Regions from separate parts of the Oryctolagus cuniculus genome. Here region 1 is linked to region 2. A link is a contact called in public Micro-C data. All regions are on one chromosome and are shown on one strand. The core of a region is the stretch at or near the end of the contact, and the rest is flanking DNA. Distances in the headings are between cores, read along the strand shown.

Evidence for each region. A called contact is a pair of places that touch in the nucleus more often than the background predicts.
Region 1: a contact with region 2 is called in a Micro-C map of ear pinna, with 4 times the contacts expected there. The contact joins the promoter of BACC1 here to the promoter of PELP1 in region 2. A contact is called at or near these places in 3 of 6 Hi-C or Micro-C datasets (ear pinna, skin fibroblasts and an unstated tissue).

The regions. Positions count from the first base shown.
Region 1 is chr17:51,715,982-51,723,641 of mOryCun1.1, reverse strand. BACC1 (BPTF associated chromatin complex component 1) reads right to left here and starts at 2,652. Exons shown (of 6, transcript XM_017349026.3): 1 at 2,383-2,652; 2 at 2,104-2,198; 3 at 1,521-1,622; 4 at 765-955; 5 at 449-553; 6 at 34-292. The coding sequence starts at 2,403. The coding sequence ends at 288. It overlaps RNASEK (ribonuclease K), which reads right to left and starts at 4,446. Exons shown (of 3, transcript XM_008270821.4): 1 at 4,061-4,446; 2 at 3,369-3,445; 3 at 2,730-3,105. The coding sequence starts at 4,138. The coding sequence ends at 2,964. ALOX12 (arachidonate 12-lipoxygenase, 12S type) reads right to left here. Exons shown (of 14, transcript XR_007911417.2): 14 at 4,503-7,660. It overlaps LOC103351478 (a long non-coding RNA gene), which reads left to right and starts at 4,496. Exons shown (of 8, transcript XR_011383642.1): 1 at 4,496-4,647.
Region 2 is chr17:51,514,330-51,521,378 of mOryCun1.1, reverse strand. It overlaps PELP1 (proline, glutamate and leucine rich protein 1), which reads right to left and starts at 4,868. Exons shown (of 17, transcript XM_002718821.5): 1 at 4,573-4,868. The coding sequence starts at 4,821.

The sequences.
Region 1 (7,660 bases), core at 1,403-3,902, 200 kb before region 2:
CCTGTTAATAACGTGAGCCCGACAGCACCAAGCTGAGAGACAAATCTTTATTGTTTTCTGTATAAAAATGTCCATCAGACAGAGGTCAAAGGGCTTGGGGCGGATGCTCGTCCAGGACCAGCCAGGCGGCCAGCCCCAGCAGCCTCTGCGCCTCTCTCGGGCAGGCCTCGCTCAGAGTCCCAGGCGATCCACAGGTCCAGGCGAACGGTGAGAGGGCTCGGAGGTGGGAGGTCAGCAGGAGAGCAAAGGAGCTTCAGCGCAGGTCTTTAGGCGGCCAGAACCCAGGGTCAGGCTGTCTGGAACAGGAAGGAGAACAGACCGAGATGGAGCGGGCCCCAAGTAGGCCTCTGAGACAGTGTCCCGGCCCGGCCGGCAGAGTGCACAGGGAAGGGCTCCTGCTGAGATCCTACCCCGCCCCCAGCTGGTGTGGGAGGAGGGGGACTCCTACCCTGGTGGAAGTTGAGTTTCTTGGCCGGAGGAGTTTCTCCCAGCCCTTCAATATCCACCAGGTCGCTATTGGCGTCCGAGTCGTTCAGAGCACTGAGCGTCACGTCTGCGAGGGGGGCACAAGCTAGGCTCTAGGTTCCCGACCACCCCGAGTTCTGTGCTCACCCCATCCGCCCCACCCCCTCCCCCTCTGCCCACCCAGGGGAGAGGAAGCCAGAGGGAGCGGAAGAGCTGTCTTGCTTCGCCCAAGGCCCAGTTCTCTCACTGAGCCTCAGATGGGACCTCTCGCGCCGAGGCAGCGACTCCACCGCCCTCACCGGACTTCTGTTTCTTTACAGGGGGGGCCCCGGCGTCAGGGACGCTGCAGCTGCTGGGCGGGGGGGCAGCCGGGGGAGGCGACAGGACCCCAGAGGCCACCTTCTTGGGCCCTTTCTTGGGTGACTCAGCTGGAAGCGCAACGCCAGAGTCTTCATACACCTTGCGTTTCACAGTGGCCTTTATCTGAGCCCTGAAGAGAAGACAGCCGGTTAGGGAAGGAGTGATCACCAAGTGGGGAGGGTGGGGGAGGAGGGAGCCTCTTCGCAAGAATTTTTGGTGGGGTTCTTTTTCCTGCAGCTTTGCCCTCACACCGGGCGGATGGATGTGAGGAGTGGGCTCCCTGAATTGAGTACGGGGAAAGGCCCACCCCTCCTGAGTCTCTCCTGGGAGAGAGGTGTGGCTGCAGAGGGCCACCAGGTAAGATGGAGACTTATTCATAGATCCCAAGCAATATTCAGAACCGCAATATTCCTGGAAACACTGTGGGAGAATCTCAAGAGATCTGTCGGATTACCCAGGGAACCTTGTGGGTCAAATGCAGTGATCGTGTCTCTCAGACAACCTGAAATCAGATTCTTGGAAGGCCCTCATTGCCAGGGCATTTTTGGGATGTCTGACCAACGTGACCATCCTTGTGTGTTTGCAGTCCTCAAGGGAGGACACGGAGCTGCAAGGGACTTGTGATGAGGGTGGAAGGAAGGGTGAGGGGAGGAAAAGGGCCCGCCCCCCGTTCTCTGCCCGCCTCCCTCCCTCACACGGTCCGTTCCTTGATGACACAGCTGATGTGATTAAGATCGTCCCCAAATCGTTTCACAGCAGCCCTCAGCATCTCTATCTCGGTGTCCGTCCACTTGGCTCTGTCGGGAGGGGAGAGGGGTCAGCAGAATGGGGAGAGGCGTGGAGCGAGCCGGCTGGCGGGGCCACAGCCGGCCAGTCGCCGCCTCCCGGTCTCTGGGGCCCCGGTCACGGATCCATAGAGAGGCCCTCTGTAAGGAGAAGAAAAGCTTGGAGGACCCCCCGGCTGCGGGAAATCGGGACACCTCGGACCACCTCTCTCTCCCATCAACGTGAAAGCCTCGCAACCTGCACCCTAGCAGTCTGCAGCAGCCCGAGGAACGGGAGTGGGTGGTCGTGGCGGGGGTACGACGGGGAAGTAGTGCGGGGCGGGGCCTGTCTGCATCTGTCACTCACTCACTCGACGATCACTTATTAACACCTGCTCCGGCTGTGCCAGCCACAGGGAAACTAACCGCTGTCCCTGCGCTAGAGAGGGTCCGCGTCCGCGTGGAGTCCGAGCGTCCGCCCTCAGCGTCCACGTCCCAGCCCGGGCTCACGTACCCCGCGGGAGAAGAGTCGGCCACGGGATGCAGTTGCATCGTCAGCTCCCCGAGCTTCGTGAAGGCGGCGCCCGCCGCAGAGAAGATCTCCCCGACCTGGGGGCGGGGCAGCATGACAGGGGGCCGGCGCACACCCCCGCGCCGGCCCGCCCGGAGCCCCTAGCCCCACCCCGGCTCGGCTCCCGCCCGCCCCCCGCCCGCGGCGGAAGAGCCGGGAGCCAAGCGGGGGACCCGCCCGCCCGTGGCCGCCAGGGAGCGCTGTCCGCGAGGGAGGTCGAACCTTTGTGGACGCTGACGTCATGGCCCCGCGCACCTCCTCAGGGAGACGCTGCCGCCGCCGCCGCCGCCGCCGCCACGCGAGCCGGGACCACGGAAGGAGCCTGGCTGCCGCGCCGCTCCGGGCTCCGTGCAGGAAGTCCCGCCCTCCCCGCCGCTGATTGGCCCAAGCCCTGCCGTTCCCGCCTCACCGACCGCAGTCACTGGGGCCGCCCGGGCGCGCCGAGGGAAGGAGTGGTGGAAGGCGTCGCCTCACTTCCGGTCAGCCCCATTCCATTTCCGCCCGGGGGTCGGGGTTCCCGGTCTGAGTCTGACCTCCGGCCCGCCCCCTCACGCAAGCACAGACACAAGTTTTAAGAGAGCAGCTTCTCTTTATTGTGGTACGGGACGAGGCTGGGAGGGCTGGGGAGCCAGGGGGCGGCCAACCCAGGCTCCCTCCGCTGGGGCTGCCAGAGGCCGGCGGACAGGGGTTCAAGACTGGCCGAGGTGGGGGGCACCCAGTCCCGCAGAGCGCGCCAGTGACCTGGGCCGGGGAGAGTCTTATAAATAGAGGACGGGGCTGGCGAGGGCAGCAGGGACCCTGCTCTAGCGCACCATGTATTCCTTGCGCTTATTGAGCCGGACTTGGCAGAAAGAGAAGCCTCCCAGGAGGAGGTAGAGGCCCGCGGCGATGAAGCAGTTGTAGCTGACTTGCTCATAAAGCTTGTATATGTTCTGGGGGCCGTTCCTGGAGGCGCGGATTAGGCAGAGAAACGGCGAGCGTTAATAGCAGCCAACACTCAACGGCGCAGTTCCTGTGCGCCTCGCTGTCAGTCCTACGGGGCGAGTGCCACAGTGCCCGCTTTGCAGAGGGGGACTGAGCTGGGCGTACGATGGCCGCTGAGGCCTGACCCCTACACGGCTGGCCAGCTGCTTCCTCCAGCGCCCCCAAGCATCCCGCCCTTAAGTCAGACTTTAGCCACCTGCCCACCTCCCCACCCGACTACTTACTCAAAGTCTTTCTCCGTGAAGGGAACGTCCTCGATTAGCACTGCAGAATGGACATTGAAAAATATTCCGAGCATTATCTTAAAAAAAAAAAAAAAAAAAAAAAAGGAATGGGTAGATTGTAGGACTCAGGCACCTGACTTCCTGGTTACCCCCTAAACCCCTTCTATTTCTAATATTGCCACAACACCTGGGCCTGGGATGGACCAGAATGAACCAGGATTAGGGGCGGCTGCTGCCGGCTTCGGACTCAGCCGCCTGGAACAGGGCGTGCGGTGGCGATGCCGAGACGGGTGATGGGACAAGCGCTTTCCCAGGAACCCACATTGTCCTCCTCCCCAGAAGCGTCACCCTCACGGGACAGGGCGGAAGACGTGAGGGAGGACCGCCACTTCTTCAAATCATTTCTTCTGGAAGTGGGGGCGGGTGGAGCCCGCTACCCTCTTCGGGAACGAGCACCCCTTATGCCCTGTACCCTCCGTTCGACCCAAGCATCTCTCAGGACCCCAACCCCAGCTCCCATTCTAGGCTCCAGTCCCACCACCCGCTAGGCTCCAGTTCCCTCTTCTGCAGCCTCAGTTCGGTCTCGTTTCGCACCAGCCCCGCCATCCTGCCTGCTGCTGGCCCAGGCCCGGAGTTGCCTAGCCTTCGGCCCCGCAGGCTCGCCACCGATTCACGCTGGGCAGCCCCCTCACCAACATGATCACTCCCCAGGCGCTGAGGACGATGCCGCAGGCGGCCAGCTTCGGCCCACAGCACAGGAGCGACGCCATGGAGACGGGAACGGGAGATCGCCCAGGAGCAAGCCGAACAGAGGGGCGGTAAGAAGCCCTGGATGCGCCGGCGGCCAGCGAGCTGCGCTCCGGGGCTCCCGCGGCAGAGGACGGCCTAGGGGGCGTGGCCTCCGGCCTCAACCACCCTCCTGGGGGCGGCAGGCGGTGGACGCTCGGGGTCCTCTAGGGAATTCGGCGCGAGAAGGAGGCCTCTGAAACTTGAGTAGCCTTTCCAGAGTCCCTTCGTGACCCGTGTAGCTCGGAAATATTGCAAGAGCAGGAGTCTCGTGTCTTGGCTCCCCCTCCCCAGGCTGGAATGGTAGGCGCCGCCACGCCACGTGACCAACTTTGGCCGTCACGTGACGAGGAAGTAGCCGCAGCCAGGCTTCGGGAGAGAGACTGACGGTGGCAGAGCTCGGGAATTCGGGCTGTTGTGACCCGAGGGTTGGAGTCATCTAGTTTTCCCCTCAGACACTTAAGTTTCGGGTGATATCTGTGCAGGGGAAGTGGTAAGTGAGACAGGGATTCCCTTCGAGAGAGGCCATTCCCAGCTCTGCTCACCTCCCCCCTTGAACATAGGTGTTGGCGCAGAGAAAGGGGGTCGGAGCCCCTTCCTGAGGCTCAGCGTGCTGTCGTGGCTAGAACGCCGCGTTTAGGATACTGTTAGCGTTTTTAGCATCACACTTGGGTGCGGTATAGTTCAGGATGGGGTAGGGAAAGCAGCAGACCCCGTGAGCACGCTGTGAGGGTGAGCAGCCCTGCGGTCTGCACCAGAGGTAGGGGTAGGTACACGGCAATGTCTCCTTGCCCCCTGCTGTAAGCAAAGGGAGGGGTCAGAGGTTGAGTAAGGTCGGGGATGAGATATTAAAGGAACGTTTGCATACTTGGTAGAGACAGATTTGTACCAGTTTTTCAGGAAGGTTAGGGAGACTTGGAGCACACAATTTTCTAGTGAACTTGTATCCATTATTATGAGGACAATGACCACAGTAAAATTGAGTGACCATTTGGTCCTGAGACCCCAAAGACCAAATGGAGAAATACTGTCTTCATCTAGAGTAACTTAGTACATACAGGTTTTGTTTTTTTTAATTAATTAATTTATTTTTTTCATTTTAAAATTACAATTTTATTTGCTTCAGTCCAGGCTGGGGTATACTTGCTAATGATACAAAGACTTTGAATTTTATTACTTTATTAGAACAGCTCACTATTTCATTTAGTGATTCATTTATTCCCTTTTCCATAATTTTCCTTCCATCTACATAAAGGCAATAACTCTAATGTGTTTGATGTCCATTTTCTACATTGTGTCTTTTAAATATTTTATAAAATCTTACACTATTAAAACAGATTTCCAAAACCAAACTATATCTCTACCTTACTTTTTCAACGATGCTGTTTTTGAGCATGGTAAAAAAAATAGCAAAGTTTTTCTCCTTATTTGATGTGTGACTGAGTGTTGTGCTTTTTCTTGTTTGTTTTTATATTTTTTAATACAAAATTGTGGAAAGTACTAGTTAGGGTAAAGGACCAGAACAAAATAAATGACCTATAATTGTAGTGTCTAAAAATAGGTAGCATATTGGTTTGCATTTTTTAATTTACTTATTAGAAAGTCAGAGATGGAGGAAGAGAGTGAGATTTTCCATCCACTGGTTCGTTCCCCGAGTGGCTGCAGCGGCCAAGGCTGAGCTAGGCTGAAGCAGGAGTTTCATCCAGGTCTCCCACTTGGGTGGTGGGGACCCAGACTCTTGGGCTGTCTCCCACTGGTTTCTCTAGGCCATTAGCATGGAACTGGATCAGAAGTGGAGCGGCCAGGAATTGAACTGGTGCCCATATGGGATGCCAGCATCGCATGCAATGGCTTTACTTGCTATGCTACAATGCCAGTCCTCACACACTTTTTTTTTTTTAATTTTTAAAGATTTATTTTATTTATTTGAAAGAGTTATATAGAGAGGTATAGACAGAGAGGCCTTCCATCCACTGGTTCACTCCCTAAATGGCTGCAACAGCCAGAGCTAGGCCATCCTGAAGCCAGGAGCCAGGGGCTTCTTCTGGGTCTCCCATGTGGGTTCAGGGGCCCAAGGACTTGGGCCATCTGCCATTGCTTTCGTAGGTGCATTAGCAGGGAGCTAGATCTGAAGTGGAACAGCTGAGACTTGAACCGACACCCATATGGGATGCCAGCACTGAAGGCTGGGCTTTAACCCTCTGCACCATAGCCCTGGCTCCTACATACTGTTTTTGAAATGGTTGTGAAAGAGAACTTGGAATTTGGGAAACACGTGGAGCTCCCAGGGTATTAAAGGGGCTGGGAAAGTGGAATTGAAACATGAATTTTGTTATCTTTTCTGTTTGGGACTGTCTAGGGAGGGAAGGCATTTTGAGGCCAAAGTTTTTATTTTGCCCCAGGAGCACCACTCTTACTCAGGGACTTTGGGGAGTACATGTATGAATGGGAGGAATAGGGGTCAGGAATTTGTAAGCTGGTCACCAAGCAACTAGCTAGTTCCTGGGAAAGGAGAATAAATGGAAGTAGCTGATTTCTCTGACTCTCCCTGTACCGCCATCCACCCCACCCCCAAGCTCTTGGGTGTTTTGGAATTACCATCAGAGATCCAAGTTAGTGCAGGCTACCAGGGCCAAATTCACCTTGTAACTTGTGCACATCCCTGAAGCAAAGCACATTTAAAACATGTTTTTGCATTCTATTATTAAAGATTTATTCAGTTATTTGAAAAGCAGATATATATATGTGTATATATATACATATATATGTATATATATGTGTGTGTGTATATATATATATATATATATATAGAGAGAGAGAGAGAGAGAGAGAGAGAGAGAGAGAGAGAGAAACATCTTCTATCTGCTAGTTCACTCCCCAAAATGCTTCAGTGGAAGCCAGGCACCAAGAATTCCATCTGGGTCTCCCACGTGGGTGGCGAGGACCCAAGAACTTGGGTCATCTTTTTGCTGCTTTTCCCAGGCCATTAGCAGGGAGCTGGATCAGAAGCAGAGCAGCTCGCACTGGAACCGGTGCCCATATGGGATGCCGGTGTTGCAAGTGGCAACTTTACCCACTGTGCCACAACAGCAGCCCCCCCGCTTCATTTTAAAATGGCTGAATAAACCTAAGTATGAGTGCTTGGAGACCTGTGAAGGTCATATATTGGTGTATTCCATGAATCGAGTTGTATTGGCACACAACCACACTTGTTTGTTTCTGTATCGTCTGTGCCTAGAAGTTGTGATGGAGACTGTGTGGTCTACAAAGCCCCAAATCTCACTCTGTCCTTTACAGAGTTGAGTGTCCCCCTGACTAGGCACTGCTGATGTCGAGGGCTCACCCGGGGGAGGACCCGGAGTCCCGGCAGCGGAGTTGGGAAAGCAGGTAACATTCAGGACGCAGAGGCCCGTCCTCCTGGGGGCGCGCCGTCCAGCTCAGATGGTGATGCTGTTCTCTATGCGGCTGGGCTTCAGGTATTCATAGGGCAGGTCAAGGGGCTCGTT
Region 2 (7,049 bases), core at 3,619-6,118:
GCAGGAGGCGGCTTTACCTGCTATGCCACAGCACCAACCCCGGTAAAGTCCTCTTTACAAGTTATAAGGCCTCAGTATGGGTATGGGACTAGGGATGACGTCAGGATCCAGAGAGCCAAGAGATACCTTCAGATGCCTGTATGCTCAAGCTGCTGGAGAAGCAGAGCCAGAGAGACACACTGTGAACATCACATTTGCTTCTAATTTAACAACAGCTGAGGGCCAGCGCTGTGGCTCACTTGGCTAATCCTCCACCTGCGGCGCCGGAATCCCATATGGGCACGGGGTTCTAGTCCCGGTTGCTCCTCTTCCAGTCCAGCTCTCTGCTGTGGCCCGGGAAGGCAGTGGAGGATGGCCCAAGTGCTTGGGCCCCTGCACCGGCGTGGGAAACCAGGAAGAAGCACCTGGCTCCTGGCTTCGGATCAGTGTAGCTCTGGCCATAGCAGCCATTTGGGGGGTGAACCAACGGAAGGAAGACTTTTCTCTCTGTCTCTCCCTCTCACTGTAACTACCTGTTAAAAATAAATAAATAAATAATCTTAAAAAAAAAAAAAAAAACAAAAAAACAGCTAAACTACAGGGCTAGTATTGTGGCACAACAGGTTTAGCTGCTGCTTGCAATGCCCACAAAGCCCACATTCCAAACTGCAATGTCAACTGGAGTGCCAGCTCCTCCGCTTCCAATCCAGCTTCCTTATGCATCCTGGGATGTAGCAAATAATGGCTCCGGTGTCTGGGCCCCTGCCTCCCACTTAGGAAAGATCTGGATGGAATTCTGGGCTCTTGGCTATAGCCCAGCAGTCCTGGCTGTTGAGAAGTAAGAGCTCTGCCTTTCAAGTAGATGAAAATAAATAAACATTTTTAAAAATCTGTTATAGGGCTGACACTGTGGCATAGCAGATTAAGCCTCCACTTATGGTGCCAGCATTCTATATGGGCACCAGTTCAAGTCCTGGCTGCTCCTCTTCCAATCTGGCTCCCTGCTAATGGCCTGGGAAAGTAGTGGAAGATAGCCTGAGTGCTTGGGCCCCTGCATCCACACTGGAGACCCAGGAGAAGCTCCTGACTTCAGATTGGCCCAGCTCTGGCCACTGTGGCCATTTGGGGAGAGAACCAGCAGATGAAAGACCTCTCTCTCTTTCTCCCTTTGTAACTCTGCCTCTCAAATATATAAAATAACTCTGGCGCTATTTGGGGAGAGAACCAGCGGATGAAAGACCTCTCTCTCTCTCTCTCTCTCTCTCTCTCTCCCTCCCTCCCTCCCTCCCTCTTTGTAACTCTGCCTCTCAAATATATAAAATAAATCTTAAAAAAAAAAGCTGGTGCCACAGCTCAATAGGCTAATCCTCCACCTAGCGGCGCCGGCACACTGGGTTCTAGTCCCGGTTGCCCCTCTTCCAGGCCAGCTCTCTGCTGTGGCCCGGGAAGGCAGTGGAGGATGGCCCAAGTGCTTGGGCCCTGCACCCCATTGGAGACCAGGAGAAGCACCTGGCTCCTGCCTTCGGATCAGTGCGGTGTGCCGGCCACAGCGCGCCAGCCATGGCGGCCATTGGCGGGTGAACCAACGGCAAAAGGAAGACCTTTCTCTCTGTCTCTCTCTCTCTCACTATCCACTCTGCCTGTCAAAAAAAAAAAAAAAAAAAAAAATCTGTTAAGTGACAGGCATGTTGGCACAACAGGTTAAGCCATCCCTTGGGAAGCCCCCATCCTATACAGGAGTGCCGCTGCTTCCAATCCAGCCTCCTGACAATGACATTCTGCTACAGAGGGCTCCTGCCACCCCATGGGAGACCAGGATGGAGTTCTGGCTCTCAGCTTCAGCCCAGCCTAGCCCAGACTGTTGTAGGTAACCAGGGAGTGAACCAGCAGAGGGAGAATCTCTCTCTCTCTCTGCCTTTCAATTAAAAAAAAAAAAAAAAAAAAAAAAAAAAAAAAAAAAAAAAAAAAAAAAAAAAAACTACGGGAAAGCAAACAAACCCACCACACAGACCCATGTATTAAGAACCGAATATAAGAAGCACAAATAGAAAAAAATTCAACACAGACTGTATGCAAAAATATGGCATATGTAGTATTAAAGGAGGACCCTAGTTTCTCGTATTACCCTTAGCTTCTCCACTCAAAATTCTACTAGACTTGGGAAATTTAGGGAAAAGAAATAAGATGTCAAGTCACTCAGTTGGAATCAAGGGAAGAGGCACAGTCTTTTTTTTTTTTTTTTTTTTTTAAGATTTTATTTATTTATTTACTTGAGAGGTAGAATTACACACAGTGAGAGAGAGAGAGGTCTTCCATCTGCTGGTTCACTCCCCAGATGGCTGCAATGGCTGCAGCTGAGCTGATCTGAAGCCAGGAGCCAGGAGCTTCTTTGGGTCTTCCATGCGGGTGCAAGGGCCCAAAGACTTGGGGCATCTTCCACAGCTTTTCCAGGCCATAGCAGAGTTGGAACAGAAGAGGAGCAGCCAGGACTAGAACTGGTGCTCATATGGGATGCTGGCCGGCGGAGGATTAACCTACTGTGCACAGCACCGGCCCTGGCAGTCTTGAAAGAGAGGTTCAGAGCTGTGGCATAGTGGGTAAAGCCACTGGCACCTCAGCTGCTTCACTTCCAATCCAGCTCCCTGCTGGTGCACCTAGGAAAGCAGCAGAAGATGGCCCAAGTGCTTGGGCCCCTGCACCCACATGGGAGACCTCGCTGAAGCTCCTGGCTTTGGCCTAGCCCAGTTCCAGCCCCAGCCATTGCAGCCATGTGGGCAGTGGGCCGACTGACGGAAGATCTCTCTCTCCGCCTCTGCCTCTCCTTCTCTGTACCTCTGCCTTTCAAATAAATAAATAAATACTTAAAAAAAAAAGAGAGAGATGAAAGAAATCACACATTTGTAAGCAGGACAGATAACAGTTCACAAATGCTCAGGAAAGAAAAGATATGCCTGGGCCTGTTTGTAGATAGGAAAAACATAAGGAAAAAAAAAAAAACACCACCGTAATACAACTGAGAAAAAGGAAGCTTATGAATTAGAGGGAGAGGACTTAGAAAGAAGAGAGAATCCTTAATCAGCTACTGCTTCTGAAACCGGCCTGAGGTGGCAGACAGGGCTTTGTCTCACCTACTGTGCAGTGATGGTGAGGACTAACACACCAGGTTATGTCTCAGCAAAGTGGGGTTAAGTTCACCCTAGAGGGATGCATACAGCTGGGACGGTCTCAAGAAGAAAGGCTTGGGGGGGCCCCCGCCTTCAATGCCGGTGTCCCCTGTGGACACCAGTTCTAGTCCTAGCTGCTCCACACTTCCGACCCAGCTCTCTGCTATGGCCTGGGAGAGCTTGGAGGATGGCCCAGGTCCTGGCGCCCCTGTACCCAGTGGGAGACCCTGAGAAAGCTCCTGGCTCCTGGCGTCAGATCGGCTCAGCTCCAGCCATTACTGCTATTTGGGAAGTGCACCAGTGGATGGAAGACTTCTCTCTCTGTCTCTGCCTCTCTGTAACTCTGCCTTTCAAATAAATAATCTTAAAAAAATTAAATAAAAAAGAACAAAGCTGGACAAGGAAGAGCTCACCACGTGTCTATGTGTGTATTTGGAGGAAAGTGAGTGGGAGGGGATAAAGGAAGGAGAGAATACTAAGGACGCGCCTCTTCTGGCTTAAACACCTTATGTTGTCCTTACGAGTGCCTTCACTTGGCCAAGAAGACGGTGGGTCTCGCTAGGATGGGGACGATGGGGAAGCCACGGAAAGGGGTGCACCGATGTGAAAACTGCTGAGGACAAAGTCAACAGGGCTGGGAAGCTTGCTCGTGGGATTGGGGGGGGGGGGGAGGTGCTTAGGATGATGCTCGGGTTTCTGGCTGGCAGGACTAAATGGATGCTAAATGCTGCCCTTAACGACCTTGCAACCCGGCCGACAAAGCTCTGTCTGCCCACTGCCTACCCACCCCAACGCCTTCTTCCCAGTTTCCTCCTACCCGCGGGGCCTTCCCACACCAAGTTTCCTCGCACGACGGGACCGCCCCTCTCGTTTTCTTTCCTTACCCAAACCCCGCTCATCCTAAGGGTCTCAGCTTAACCTCCAGCTCCTTCGGAAGATCTCTGTAAGTCTCCGGATTAGCTTAGAGCCCCCCTGCTATTCAGTTCTCGCTGTGTTCCACTGCGTTTTGTCCATCGCCATCACGGCCGTAAATGGCGCGCCGAGTAAGGGCTGGGGAAACACTTGCTGAATACGTCCATTAAACCAGTCCCCCCTAAAAACAACCCCAAACAGGTACCGCCAAAGGAAGAAGAGGCTGGGGAAGCTAGCGAGTGAGCAGGCCCCGAATCGAATCCACTCCTGTGTGCCTAGCAATAGCCTAGCAACAGACAACTACGGCCCCATTTACCCGCCCGCAACTCAAGAACTCATAGCGGGTAAAAGAGAAGAAACACGCGGATCTCGTCCGGCCTGACAGCTGTCTCCGCTTTCTGCCCTCAGCTCGCCTCCCCTCCAGCCCCTACGGCAGCTGCAGTGTACCATATTCCCGGCGCACAGGTGCCTCGTCAACCTTCCCACAGGCCCGCGGGCACGCGGGCCACCGACTCACCTGGGCCCCGCCCACCGTTCCATGCAGCCGCAACAGGCACACGAGCCCGGGCAAATGCGGGGCGGAGCGGACTGGAAGATGCACAGGAGCAACGGTGGACCCCGTTCGCGGCTGCAGCAGCCCGGAAACGCTCTCCAGCAGCAGCAGGCGAAGGCGCGGGCCGGAGCCCATCGCCGAGAGACCCCCGGCCCCGCCGGGAACCCCCGCCGGGGAGCCCGCAGAGGGCCCGCTGAGAACGGCGGCCGCCATCTTTCCCGGGCTGGAGTGGTGGCGTGGCGCGATGACGCAAACACATCGCGACGCACGCCTCGTGAGGAGGGGGCGTGAGGAAGGGGCTGTGGTCCTGCGCACTGGTGCATGGAGGCGGATGCCCGGCGCCAGCTGCGAGAGAGCATGCGCGGGGCGGAGGGGCGGGCTGGCGGGGCGGCGGGTGTCGGGTTTTGGGGGTGTCGGATGGCGGGGGGCGGTCCCGCGGAGCAGAAGGGGCACGTGGTCCGGACGGAAGGCGCCTGTGCCCGAAATGTTTCCGTTAAACTTAGGCGCGGGACACTGTCTAGGGAGTCGGTAACCCGCGTCTGAGGAACTGACCCGCTCGCCCGAGGTCCCGGGCATCTGCAACTTCAGAAATTACACATTTTATACATGCCTTGCCGAAACAAATTCAGGCAATACTGAAGGGCCTAGATCAAAAAGAAACTCCCTTTTCTCCAATGCTTTCCTAACTCCGTGCCCAAACGCGTCCACAGCCTGGTTTACCAAACAGTAAGCTCTGGAGGGTTTTTTTTTTTTTTTTCCCGTTTCCTATATTGTGGGTGTCCTTAAAATGCCTTTTTAATATATATATTTATTTATTTATTTGAGAGGTTAGAGGTACAGACAGTGAGAGGGAGACTGAGAGAGGTCTTGATCCGCTGGTTCAGTCCCTCGGGGCTGAGCTGATCAGGAGCCAGGAGCTGCCAGGCGCCCATATGGGAGGACGGCCCCAGGCAGAGGATTAACCTGCTGCACCACAAGCACCAGCTCCCTTTAAATGGCCTTTTAGGGTCCGGCGCTGTGGCGAAGCGGGTTAACGCCCTGGCCTGAAGTGCGGGCATCCCATATGGGCGCCAGTTTGAGACCCGGCTGCTCCACTTCTAATCCAGCTCTCTGCTATGGCCTGGGAAAGCAGTGGAAGATGGCCCAAGTCCTTGGGCCCCTGCACCAGCGTGGGAGACCCGGAAGAAGCTCCTGGCTCCTGGCTCCTGGCTCCTGGCTTCGGATCAGCACAGCTCCAGCAGTTATGGCCAATTGGGGAGTGAACCAGCGGATGGAAGACCTCTCTCTCTCTCTCTCTCTCTCTCTCTCTGCCTCTCCTTCTCTCTGTGTGTAACTCTTTCAAATAAATAATAAATAAATATTTTATAATGGCCTTTTAAGCTGCATGGAGGGAATGAAGTGGATGCCCCATGATTTAACAGTTATTGTTGAATGTTGGTGGACACGGGGCTCTTGCTTGGAGTGTAGCCAAATAATCAGCTTCACACTAAAGTTGCTCAAGGGAAAGCTTTATTTACTTGTGGCCAGGGAAAGAGATGGAGGAAAGGTACAGTTCCTGGAAAACAAAAACACACACATAAAAGTCAGTGGCTAGAACTTTTACAGCAGGTGTAGGAGAGTGTAGGGGGAGGCTTGGTAGACATTGTATACCCCGGCATGGGCTGAGGTCTTTGTGGGTGGGTCTCTGGCGCCCTGTGAGGACACTGTAGCGGGAAAAGCTCTCCTGGGACATCCTTTGAACTACAGGCTCCAGGGGGTCTGCACTTAGGTTTCAGATTCTCTGCCCCTGTGCCTGGGCTGCCTCTGTTTGCCTCAGTTCTGCACTCTTGGTTACAAACAGGGCTGGTGCAGTGTTACACTAACTCGGACACTGCGGTGACCAGGCTAAGACCTCTTGGTGTATCAGAGTCAAATCTGAGAGTCATCTTTGATCTCTCTAATCCTTCAAGTCCTAGCATTCTGCCTCCAAAATACGTCAACCCAATGGGATGCGTTTTTCTGCATTTCTTCTCCAGTGCTCCTCTGGTCCAAGCCACCATTCTCTCTCACCTGGATCTTTTAACAGGCCTTACAAAAGGCTGAGCATTGCTCTCCGTCTCCTTCTTAGTCCTCACAGCAACTCACACACTGTGTTTTCAGATGTGGATCAATAGTGTAGCTCCCCACTTAGAGCCTGTCAGCAGCTTCCAACTGTGGCAAGAATGAAATCCCAGCTCTCCACGTAGGCCTACTAGAACCTGCACGATGCAACGCACACCACAGTACCTTTCCCTTCCTCTATCCTAGAGCCACACTGCCTTCTTTCTGTCATCCAGCAAAGCCTATCCTGACCACAGGGCCTTTGCACAGGCGGGGGACTCTGCTAGAGTAACTGCCCCGGGCTGAGACTGTGGTGCACCAGGCTAAGTGGCTGCTTGTGTATCCAGCATCTCTCTTGGGAG